4 separate regions of the Mus musculus genome follow, and regions 2, 3 and 4 are each linked to region 1. A link is a contact called in public promoter capture Hi-C data. All regions are on one chromosome and are shown on one strand. The core of a region is the stretch at or near the end of the contact, and the rest is flanking DNA. Distances in the headings are between cores, read along the strand shown.

Region 1 (2,551 bases), core at 22-2,521:
GTGGTGCCATTGGAGTGCTATCTGAATCTTGCTACCTACCAAAAACCCCAAGCCTTTAAGAGTGAGGGGATCTGTATGCATGGAGGAGTATCGCTGTTGTGACCTCTGGAGGGTCAAGGCACCAGAAAGGCTCACCTGGAAACGGTTGCTCAACCCTTTGTTGACTGTAAGTTTGACACCTTCCATCTGAACTGGAAACAGCTCTGCAGAAGAGAGATGCTGTCATACCCCAGATTCTTCTCCCATCCCAAGCTCTCTTCACAAACTCTTATCTCACTAATTCCACCACTAGAGGAACCTTGGCCCTTTGCACATTTTAAACCCAGTGCAGTCACCTCAACTTAGGAAATTCACTCTCCTGCCTAACTTCTCATGCTTACAGTTCTCACCACACAGAACTGTCCTCAGTATTTAGTAAGTTAACACACTTAACTATCGAGAGTAAGAATGTCCTCCCTCTTATGATCAAATTGTCAAAAGATCCTAGGCTAGGATCCTTGGGTCGAACCCCTCACAGGAACATTGGGGAAAACCTCTTGACACCGTGACCTTGGACTATAATTCCCTTCCTGATCACACTCCTGAATCTTGGTGGGGTTGGTCCCCTGGCTCTCAGTACCCTAAGACTTCTCCCTCCTGCTGTGGCATTCTTCCCCAACGAGTTCATCATCTGATCGCAGTTTCGAGCCCCAAGTTCAAGGTCCCACCCTTCCAATCCATCATCAGCTTCCAACGTTCTGTTTAATGATTGCAACGATGTGCGCCAATCCTCCGGGGGGTCCCTTCCCTTTCCCTGGGGCTACTCGGGCCTGGCGCCCCTCACCCTTGCACTTCCGGTGGCACTCCTCGAACGTCCCCGGGTTGGGCAGGCATCCGCAGCTCCCATCTTCCGAGGCCGCCGCAGCGCCGCTGGCCGCAGCCCCGGGAGTCCGTTCCGAACCACGGCCAGTGCTTGACCCAGTGCCCAGGCCGCCGCCGAGCGGCGGCAGAGTGAAGCCTGGCGGCGAAGGAGGCGGCGGCGGGAGCCCCACGAGGGACGGCGTAGGAGGCGGCGGTGGCCCTGCGGGCGGAGAGCTGGCAGCCAACACGTTCCCCATGGTATCTGCGAGGGGAAAGGTCAGAGGGCAGGGATCGGGGCGACACGCACACCCCCGGATGCAACCCCAGGCCCTTCCCACCCAAAGCGGACTCGGCTCTCACTGGCGGCCGCGGCGGCTCCTCTTCCCGGCCTGGGCTCCGCTCCTACCCCGTGCGCTAAGCGCAACCGAACCCGCTGCCGCCGCCGCCACCGCTGTTTTCCCGCCCCATGGATTCTATTGGTTCGGTGTCCTCCGAGATCCGCCCACCGCCCTAGAAGAAAGACATTCTATTGGAGAATTAGCAGGAAGTTCCACCCTTCTGTTGAAGCCCTACTCCTATTGGTTCCTAGTCGAAATCAGTCAGTGCAGCTTCCTCTACCTTCCTATTGGCTCGTGTATCCCAAGTTCATTGGTTCGCGACGCCGCGGGGCTGGAGCTAGTTCGCTATTTGTCGATAGCACACGCATTGACACGCCTACCTGCTCATTGCCCCGCCCTCCTTTTGGAGGCGCGGAGACCCGCCCCAGAAAATGCCTTGACTATTGGTGGACCTTGGCTCAACTCACATTCTAATTGGCTACAGTATGTCTAATGGGCCGGCCATGGTGACGTGCGTGCTAGGTCTCTCATTGGCCAATGCGCCAGGGTCAGGGGACATCAGTAGAGGTGCGTTGCGCTGCAGACGCTGCTAGGCAGCAAGGTCAGGTCTCGCGTCCCGACAGGCACCGCGGTGGAGAGGCAGGGTCCCCGACGGTAAAGCCGGAAGTGCTGCCCCTTCCCACAGTGCCTCGGGAAGGTTTCAAACCAGTTCTGGGATAACCTGCCGGCCTCTGCCTACCCACAATGCCGCTTTCTCCCTTAACGCCGCAGCTGCCTTGACCCCCCCACCCCCTTTTATTTTTTTACCCATCATGCCGTCTGCTCCTTGCGTCACTGTAGCTTCTATCTTTGGCCCATTCATTCCTTTCCCATTACCCAGCATTCATTCCCCCATTCATTGAGCTTCAATCCCTTGGCTCGGTTTAGCTCGTGTCTGCCTGTTCACGTTTCCCATCCTTCCGGCCTTTCTCTAATGAACTATCTTGGAATCTTTTACCTTCTGGCGACTACCCACTACGCCTACAGCCCTCGTTTCTTACTTTGCTTCTGGCTCATTCGTTTAGCTCCATTACCCATCACGCCTTGGGGGCTTCATTGAAAATAGTATTTGCCTCATGATCTTAGACACTTCTTGCATGCCTACCGTTTTTTCTTTTGGTTGATGCGGTTTTGCTTATGACTCATTAATTTCTGGGGCATTTTTTTTTGACTTTTTGGGGAGGGAGGGGAGTCCATTCTCTGTTGACTTACAGATCACGGATGCCTTTCAAGCTTCAGGCCTCATTGTACCCCACTCACTTCACATCTCACAGAAAACACAAGACTTTATCAAAGTAGAAACTCATATTATGTAGGAAATGCTTACAAAATAA
Region 2 (2,551 bases), core at 15-2,514, about 15 Mb before region 1:
CTTCAAGACAGGGTTTCTCTGTGTAGCCCTGACTGTCCTGGAACTCACTCTGTAGACCAGGTTGGCCTCGAACTCAGAAATTCGCCTGTCTCTGCCTCCCGAGTGCTGGGATTAAAGGCGTGCACCACCACGCCCAGCTACACTTTCTATTTCTGCTTCACTTATATGCATCCTCACGTCTCTGGAAAGTAACACTTGACAGCCTTAATGCAAGCCTAAGCAAAAGGCCACATTTTGTCATAAGCACCTGAGAGGCTGAATCCTATTTGTCCCACAGCCACAAGACAGAAGAAATCTGGTCAAGTGGCCCCTCCCTTCCGTGCTCACACTCACCAGGGCCCTCGATGGTAACCTGCAGGTCTGTGAGATCCTCCTCATTGGGGAAGACTTTAATGCCATCAGGTGGGTCTGCCGTCAGTGTTGTCACCTCCTTGTACACTAGGCGGATGATGTGGGGCGGCAGATTCTCCACATTGGAGTTCTAGGCACGGAGGGAAAAGGAGAGTGAGCAGCCTGAAATAGCTAGGATTAAGGTGGGTGGATACCAGAATCCAGACTTTAGAGGTCCGAGGTTGTCAATCACTGCCTGTCAACTGGACCTAAGATGCTTCTGGCTTTTGCCCCATGGCTGACCGGGACGGTGTCTCAGAAAAAGCTTCTACGTGGCTCAGCGTACCCGAACCTACCCAAAGCGCTCGTTAAGACGCGCATGGGTCCACTACTGGTTCCAGGTGGGCCTGAGGCCTAGCCGGAGCCCTTCCCCTACTTAGGCTTGAAACAACCCCATCAACCGCCGCCCCCCCACACACACCAAAAAGAAAAAGGCTGGACGAAATGGCGGCGGGATGTCTTGCTCCTTAAAACACCCATGGGCGGGCCGCAAGGCGCCCAAAGCCCTCCCCAAGGTTCCGAGGGCTGCCTGGGCTCCCGCACCGTTTGTTGAAAGGCCCTGGGGCCGACTCCTGGCTCCGGACGTTCAGCCATGCCACCAAAGCACTCAGAAGCTGGCCAGAAAACACTTGGGACGCCGCAGTCGCCTCCTCTGCCCGAGTCCCCAACGGCCCCTCGGGCCTCCCGCGTCACTCACCATGACTTCAGCCGGCCGGGGGCGGGTCCCCCCGGCCCCCTTCCTGCACTCCTCGGACCGCCGGCCGGGGCGGGGGGCCCAACTGCCGGCCGCTGTGGCCCTAGCGAGGCCCCCGAGGCCCCACTCCGCTCCCACTAATTCCGACGTCCGCTACGAAACGCTCACAACGTTACGTCTGCTCCTCGGTAGAACCGGCCGCGCGCCCAACACCGCACTTTTATAGCTACTCGCAGGCCCCGCCCCCTCACGGCACGTCTCGACCGCGTACGTCAACGCGCACGTTGCTGGGCGGTCAACGCTCTTTTCTCTGTTCTTGTCAGAATAGTAGCAGAAGTTCGAACCCAGTTTGTGAGGAGTGCTATCACAATGAGGGCTCACGCCGGCTGAGGAGTTGACCTGGGAGAACCAAGCGGCTAAAAACCTAGAGCAGAGAGAAAGGGGGCGCCCGCCGAGGCGACGTGGCCGCTGATTGGACCGTTTGAATGAGACGCCGCCACGACTTGGGGTGCGCGCGCGCGCTCCGGCCTGGAGAAAGACGCGCACGCGACTAACGGTTAGGCAGGGGAAGGGGCGGAGCGAGGGAAGACAGGACTGGAGGGGTTAAAGGGATGACGGAAGGGGCCTTGACCAATAAACAGGGGCGGTCGTGATCTGGACTTGTGGGGCAGGTAGGAATTGAAAGCTACTAATGGGAAGCCAGCTCAGTGTGATAGACTCCAACCTCGACCAATGAAATGTCTCAATTTCTTTTGTGTATGCAAATGTTACGCTGGGAGTCTGGCGACCTCACCTGGAAGCCATGGAAGGGCGGAAGTGTGGACATAATTTGTCTATGGGGCTCCATTTTGTTCTGCGCTCCTGTTATGTGTTAGGAAGCCCTCAAAATCAGGTTGGTTGACTCCGAGGGCTTGGACTTCCTGATCCTCTAGAGTATGACTTGTGACTTTTGCCACCATTGTTTCTGTAGGGGTGCCAGAGGAAGAAGTCAGGGAAGTCTCACGTCCTTATTGAGAGCTTTGTGACTGACCTCCAGACCCCATAGACTTCTGTTAACTTTTTGAGAGACAGAATTTCATTACTGGCCTGGAACTCCTTTTTCCCCCGGGGTCGGGGGTTGTTGTTTTGGCTTTTCTTTTTTTAGATTTATTTATTGTTTTATGTAAGTACACTGTAGCTGTTTTCAGATGGTTGTGAACCACCATGTGGTTGCTGGGATTTGAATTCAGGGCCTTCGGAAGAGCAGTCGATGATCTTAACCGCTGAGCCATCTCTTCAGCCCTTGTTTTGGCTTTTCAAGCCAGGGTTTTTCTGTGCAGGCCTGGCTGACCTTCCTGAAACTCGAGCTATAGACCAGGCTGGCCTGAACTCACAGAGATCACCTGCCTCTACTTCCTGAATACTGAGATTAAAAGTGTATGCCACCATACCCTGGCCTCGTTCCTTTTATATCCATCCTCTAGCCTA
Region 3 (2,551 bases), core at 27-2,526, about 15 Mb before region 1:
AAGCAGAGTTCAAGATTGTTGTTGTTAAGAGATCTTTTAATAGAGGCTTGCGAAGCTGAGCCTTCAATCCCAGCACTTGGGAGGCAGAGATAGGCGGATTTTTGAGTTCCAGGCCAGCCTGATCTACAGAGTGAGTTCCAGGACAGCCAGGGCTACACAGAGAAACCCTGTCTCGAAAAAACAAACAAACAAACAAAAACAAAACAAAAAGAAAAAAAAGAGGCCAAGGCTTAACTGTTAGACGTGACTGCCATTCAGGCCATGGAGAGGGAAGAAAAACAACAAGGGAGAGCTTGGATGCATAGAATTAGGCTTAGCTGTCTGTAGTGTAATGGGGCTGAATTAAGAAAGATTTATAGAGCTCTGAGTGGCTAAGTGTAAAGTGTGCCAAAGCTGTGGTTCTCATCTAAGAGTGCATCAGAAGTGTTTCAATTCAAATGGATTCCTAAGATCCATCCCAACGCTTTATATTCAGTAAGTCTGGGTTAAGAGTTAAAGAGCATTGAGCTAATTGATGCCAATGGTTGCTAACAACTAACTTTAAAGGAATGCTTTCAAGGTGCGAGGCAGGACTACATACAAGTCATTAAAGAGTCATCACTATAATCCCAGAATTCCTGAAGGCTCTGGTAGTATTGCTGCAAGTTTGAAGCCATTATAGCCTATACAAGAGTTCAAGGCCACCCTGAAGCCCGGCGTGGTGGCGCACGCCTTTAATCCCAGCACTTGGTATCCAATGGCAGGCGGATTTCTGAGTTCGAGACCAGTCTGGTCTACAAAGTGAGTTCCAGGACAGCCAGGGCTATACAGAGAAACCCTGTCTCGAAAAACCAAAAAAAAAAAAAAAAAAAAAAAAAAAGGAGTTCAAGGCCACCCTGACCACAGTGTGAGGAGGCTCTGTCTCAAAAGAAGAAATAAATCAAAAGGTTTAAAACAACAACAACACAAAAGAAAACCGATGTCCCTTATATGCAACAGGCTGTACAAAGCTTTTTTGTGTAAGGGGCAGGATTTAGAAGGGGGCGTGGCTTGTAGGTGTGACCCGTCTGAGAGGCTGGAGTTCCAAAAGTAGAGATTTGGAGCGAAGAAAGAATAGAACAAACTAATCGGAGGTGCAGAAAAAGGAATCCGACCGGCCTATAACGGGACGTTCAGAGATGGGCGTGGTCCAGCCTAGGAAGCGAGGCTTTGGCTTGAGACCCGAGTCTAGGGTGCGTCCTAACCGGAAGCCTGGAGCCTGTGGGTGGTGCCCTAAGAAGAAGCGGGCGCAATGGGCGCATGCGCACTAGGCCCCGTTCGCCCACCGGAAGCAGCCTTGGCTGTTCCCCTCCCGTGTCTAGTGCCGGCGTAATTTCCCTTACCCGTTCCTCCGCCACCATCCTCCACGCCGGCGCTTGGGGGAACGGGCGCGACTTCCGCTTCCGGGCAGGAGGCGCGGGGCTGGTGGGGAGTTGAGGGGGAAGGGGCGGCACTTCCGGTTGGGCCCTCGGGTCTCCCCGGAGCGGCGGCACCTCCTCCGCCTCCTCAGCCTCCTCCCGGCGGAGACCCCAGCGCCGGTGAGTGACTGGGTGTGCGGCCCGGGGACCCGGGTTCCTCGGGGGCGGGGGGCCTCGCCCTGCCCTGCCGCAGTCCCCAGAACGCACCCCCCCCCCAAGAATGTCAGTGCTTCACTGCCGGGCCCGAGGCAGGGGATCCCCAACCACTAGTCCCCTACAAGATCACTCCAGATATCTTACCCGTAGATGCCCCCTAATACCGTGGGATGGCTAACAGCTCGATTTCATTAGTAAAGAACCTCTCAAGTGCCAGGGCCCCCCACGAATCCTTTCCCTGCCGCCTCATCAGCTTCCTCCACGAGATCCTCTGCTTGCCACCGGCTTGGCTGTGCTTACAGGGTAGCTGCTCCTGAACCCTCTGTTCCTATCTACTGTAGGATTGCTTCCAGGGGGTGTAGCATTAGTACTTTGTGACTAGGGTTGCCCCCTACTATGTCTGACCACACACAACCCACTCCCCATGCCCTCTTTGTGGGTGCAAAAAATATTTTCTATTCTGGCCCATGCTAAAAGTGCGTTTTAAGGACCTTTTCCTGCAACTGACCCAAAAAGACCTCTTCAAATTCAACTCCCCCGCCCCCCCCCAGGGGGACAGCTCCCTCCAGAGTTTTTTAATACCATGGCCTTTTACCCGTTTAGGGAGAAACATCTGCCTGGTTAGCATCAGATTCTCATGAAACACTCCTGGCCCACTTCCCCCCCCTCCCCTCATCCTGGCTTCTGCAATCCCAGGACAATGCAAGTTAGCAGAGAATGTTCCTTCCCGGAGTATCAGCAGCTCTTGACCCCATCTTTGGCCAAGTCTCTTGACATTGTCCCCAAACTTCCTAGGAAAGACCTGGCTCTGCTTACATCTTTTCCCATAGGTTTTATTCTTCGCTGAATGAACACCGCCATTCTATACCCAGGCCTTGCAGTTTCAGAGAGGAGAGAGATGCAACGAGCCCTCATTTTACAGGGTGCTTACAGCCTAGTTGAGAGGCAGATCAGAAACA
Region 4 (2,551 bases), core at 23-2,522, about 11 Mb after region 1:
GTGAGCTCCCTCCCCCTAAGCCAGTTCAGACAACTCTGGTTTGTCACTGTCTACTGAATGTCTGCTTCTGACCAGGCTGAACTGGGGCTTCCATGTGGCTAGAGCCTATACTGGTTATCACACTGGGCAAAACATGGTATTTGTTGAAGAAATAAATTAGTGAATGAATGTGGGGCGGGTCCCGGGAAAGGGTGTCCTCACATGGATGCGACAGCCGTCATCCACAGGATAGGAGCCCAGCAGTGCATCCTCCTGATCCAACTTGCTGTAGAACTTGTCGTCTGCTCCATATAGCTCCAGTTCCATGCAGGAAGCAGGGCTGCCCACCACCAGCTCCAGTTTACACTGCAGTAAAGAGGCAAGATGAGGAGAAAGGCTGTCAGAGGCCTCATCTTCAGACTTTGATCAACAAACAAGTTCCAAAAAGACCCACCTTGGACCAGTTCCTTCTGGACCCGCCCCCTCGGCTCTCTGGAGTGTCTGATTTTTCCCGGGTCCTGCCCCTACTCGGTGGACTCTGTTCTCCGGGGCTCCCAGGCCTGGGAGGCTGGCTGTCAGTCTCTGCAACCTTCCCTCCAGGTTCGCCCACTAGTTTTCAGCCCCCTACTCCCTTTTCTTTGCCCCGCCCCTCCGGACCCCGCCCCCACGGCCACACCTTGAACTCTGCGATGGTGAGGCTACGACTGTATCGCTTCTCCGAACGGAAGCTGTTGAGGGAGCTGCTGATGAAAACCATCACGGTGGGCGCCGATATCCCCGTCACCTCCATCTCGCTGCGCCCCGGAGTGGCCCGCGGTGCGGTTCAGCCGTCTCACACCGGCTCCGCAGTGGCCGCCGCTGCTTCTGGGATATAGGTCCCGCCCCTTGTTCTGGAGCTGACCAATGCAAGTTCTCCACCTAACATGGCCAGCCAATCGCTGCTGTTCTTTCTCCACGGACAGGCGGATTCTCGGGTACGTCCAACCAATCCCGAGAGGCCTTCCGTGCACGGGAAGCAGGAGAGGAGGGCGGGAGGAGGCCGAAGCCGGGAAGAATGGCTGGAGTTGTCCCGGTCCGCCGAGTGTAAGTTCGGCGCATGTGCACTGGCCTTGGGCCAAGAAGAGAGCAGCGGATTCTCTCGTTCACGCTCAGCGCCTTGCGGATGACATCGCGCATCATAGTCCCAGCCCTTGTCCTAGATCCATTCCACTCGGAGTTGGGAAGCAGGTTCCGAAATCGGGAGTGAGTAGCAGAGGGTATCAAAGGATCGACGCAAGCCGTCAGCCAGACATCCATAAAAAAAAAAATAAAAAAAATAAAAAAATAAGGAACCCGCGCATGCGCGCAGCATCGCCCTAGTTTGGTGCAGCTTCGGTGTGCGACCCTTCCCGCGTTCCGTAGCGCGCCCGCGCAAGCGCAGAAGGCTCAGCAGCCCAGTCGCTATGGAACCCGACGGGACGTACGAGCCTGGCTTCGTGGGTATTCGGTTCTGCCAGGAATGGTGAGGCCCGGGCAGTAGGTGTGGGAAGGCAGTGAGGACTGGCTCCAGGGCTGACCTCTGACCTCCCCTCCCCACAGTAATAACATGCTGTACCCCAAGGAGGACAAGGAAAATCGCATTCTGCTGTACGCGGTGAGTACCGGCAACCCTCTCGCCCGCGGGTTCACGCCTTCCCTGCGCGCTCCCTGCTGGCTCCCCCACGCTTTCGCCTCTTGACTACCCCTCAGCACACCCTCTCTCCCATGTTGTCCATGCCCTCCTTGGGAACACCCTGCCTTCCTGTCCAGTCTTGTTGGAGATCTGATCTGTTTGTGACACTCCTCCCACATGCTCTCCCGTCTGCAGTGCCGGAATTGCGATTACCAGCAGGAAGCCGACAACAGCTGCATCTACGTCAACAAAATCACGCACGAAGTGGAGTGAGTGGCGGGACCTCGCTTGGGGCACGGGTCACCTCTTAGGACACCCGGCCTGACCGCTAATTACTTCCCTATGCCTGCAGCGAGCTGACCCAGATCATCGCAGACGTGTCCCAGGACCCCACGTTGCCCCGGACGGAGGACCACCCGTGCCAGAAGTGAGTACGCAGCTGGCATAGGGAAAGAGGAGTGGCTGTGCACAGAGAGGTCTTTCGCGGTTTAGTAACTGAACCATTCCCTCAGGTGTGGCCACAAGGAGGCAGTGTTCTTTCAGTCACACAGTGCCCGAGCTGAGGTGAGTGGCGGCTGGGTGCTTGGGGGGGTAGGGGTGGGGGGGACACGCCAGTTTTGGGTTGATCCTGTTTACTCAAATCAAGATTGGGAAAGTTTCTTTGATCGTTTCTTTTGGTCCTCACACTATCCTCTGGGTCCAGACCCTGACTGAACGTTCTTATTGCTAGGACGCCATGCGCCTGTACTATGTTTGCACTGCCCCACACTGCGGCCACCGCTGGACTGAGTGATCGTTCCTTCTTCCACCTGTAATAAATGCCAGTTTCTACACTAGTGTTTCCCGTGTTTATTTCTCTCGTGGGTAGGGAGCAGCCAGTCTTATCAGGTCGTGCGGTGTAGGGTGCGGTGCTGCGCATAA

What was found. Promoter capture Hi-C pulls out the DNA fragments that hold promoters and counts their contacts.
Region 2: a contact with region 1 is called in a promoter capture Hi-C map of pre-B cells. The contact joins the promoter of Ube2s here to the promoter of Tomm40 in region 1. A contact is called at or near these places in 3 of 39 promoter capture datasets (cranial neural crest, maxillary cranial neural crest and pre-B cells).
Region 3: a promoter capture Hi-C map of pre-B cells shows a contact between it and region 1. The contact joins the promoter of Zfp865 here to the promoter of Tomm40 in region 1. A contact is called at or near these places in 4 of 39 promoter capture datasets (cranial neural crest, frontonasal cranial neural crest, maxillary cranial neural crest and 1 more).
Region 4: a promoter capture Hi-C map of pre-B cells shows a contact between it and region 1. The contact joins the promoter of Tbcb here to the promoter of Tomm40 in region 1. A contact is called at or near these places in 3 of 39 promoter capture datasets (cranial neural crest, pre-B cells and second pharyngeal arch cranial neural crest).

What each region holds. Positions count from the first base shown.
Region 1 is chr7:19,714,158-19,716,708 of GRCm38.p6, forward strand. Tomm40 (translocase of outer mitochondrial membrane 40) reads right to left here and starts at 1,272. Exons shown (of 10, transcript NM_016871.2): 1 at 1,201-1,272; 2 at 824-1,102; 3 at 136-203. The coding sequence starts at 1,097. It overlaps Nectin2 (nectin cell adhesion molecule 2), which reads right to left. Exons shown (of 9, transcript NM_008990.3): 9 at 2,487-2,551. It overlaps Gm38955 (a long non-coding RNA gene), which reads left to right and starts at 1,307. Exons shown (of 2, transcript XR_881874.2): 1 at 1,307-1,832.
Region 2 is chr7:4,811,076-4,813,626 of GRCm38.p6, forward strand. It overlaps Ube2s (ubiquitin-conjugating enzyme E2S), which reads right to left and starts at 1,265. Exons shown (of 4, transcript NM_133777.2): 1 at 1,088-1,265; 2 at 334-481. The coding sequence starts at 1,090.
Region 3 is chr7:5,019,100-5,021,650 of GRCm38.p6, forward strand. Zfp865 (zinc finger protein 865) reads left to right here and starts at 1,277. Exons shown (of 3, transcript NM_001290426.1): 1 at 1,277-1,556.
Region 4 is chr7:30,230,925-30,233,475 of GRCm38.p6, forward strand. It overlaps Tbcb (tubulin folding cofactor B), which reads right to left and starts at 1,273. Exons shown (of 6, transcript NM_025548.4): 1 at 656-1,273; 2 at 202-345. The coding sequence starts at 769. It overlaps Polr2i (polymerase (RNA) II (DNA directed) polypeptide I), which reads left to right and starts at 1,150. Exons shown (of 6, transcript NM_027259.1): 1 at 1,150-1,480; 2 at 1,558-1,612; 3 at 1,826-1,899; 4 at 1,983-2,057; 5 at 2,143-2,194; 6 at 2,361-2,463. The coding sequence starts at 1,422. The coding sequence ends at 2,423. Ovol3 (ovo like zinc finger 3) reads right to left here. Exons shown (of 4, transcript NM_001289817.1): 4 at 2,373-2,551. The coding sequence ends at 2,515.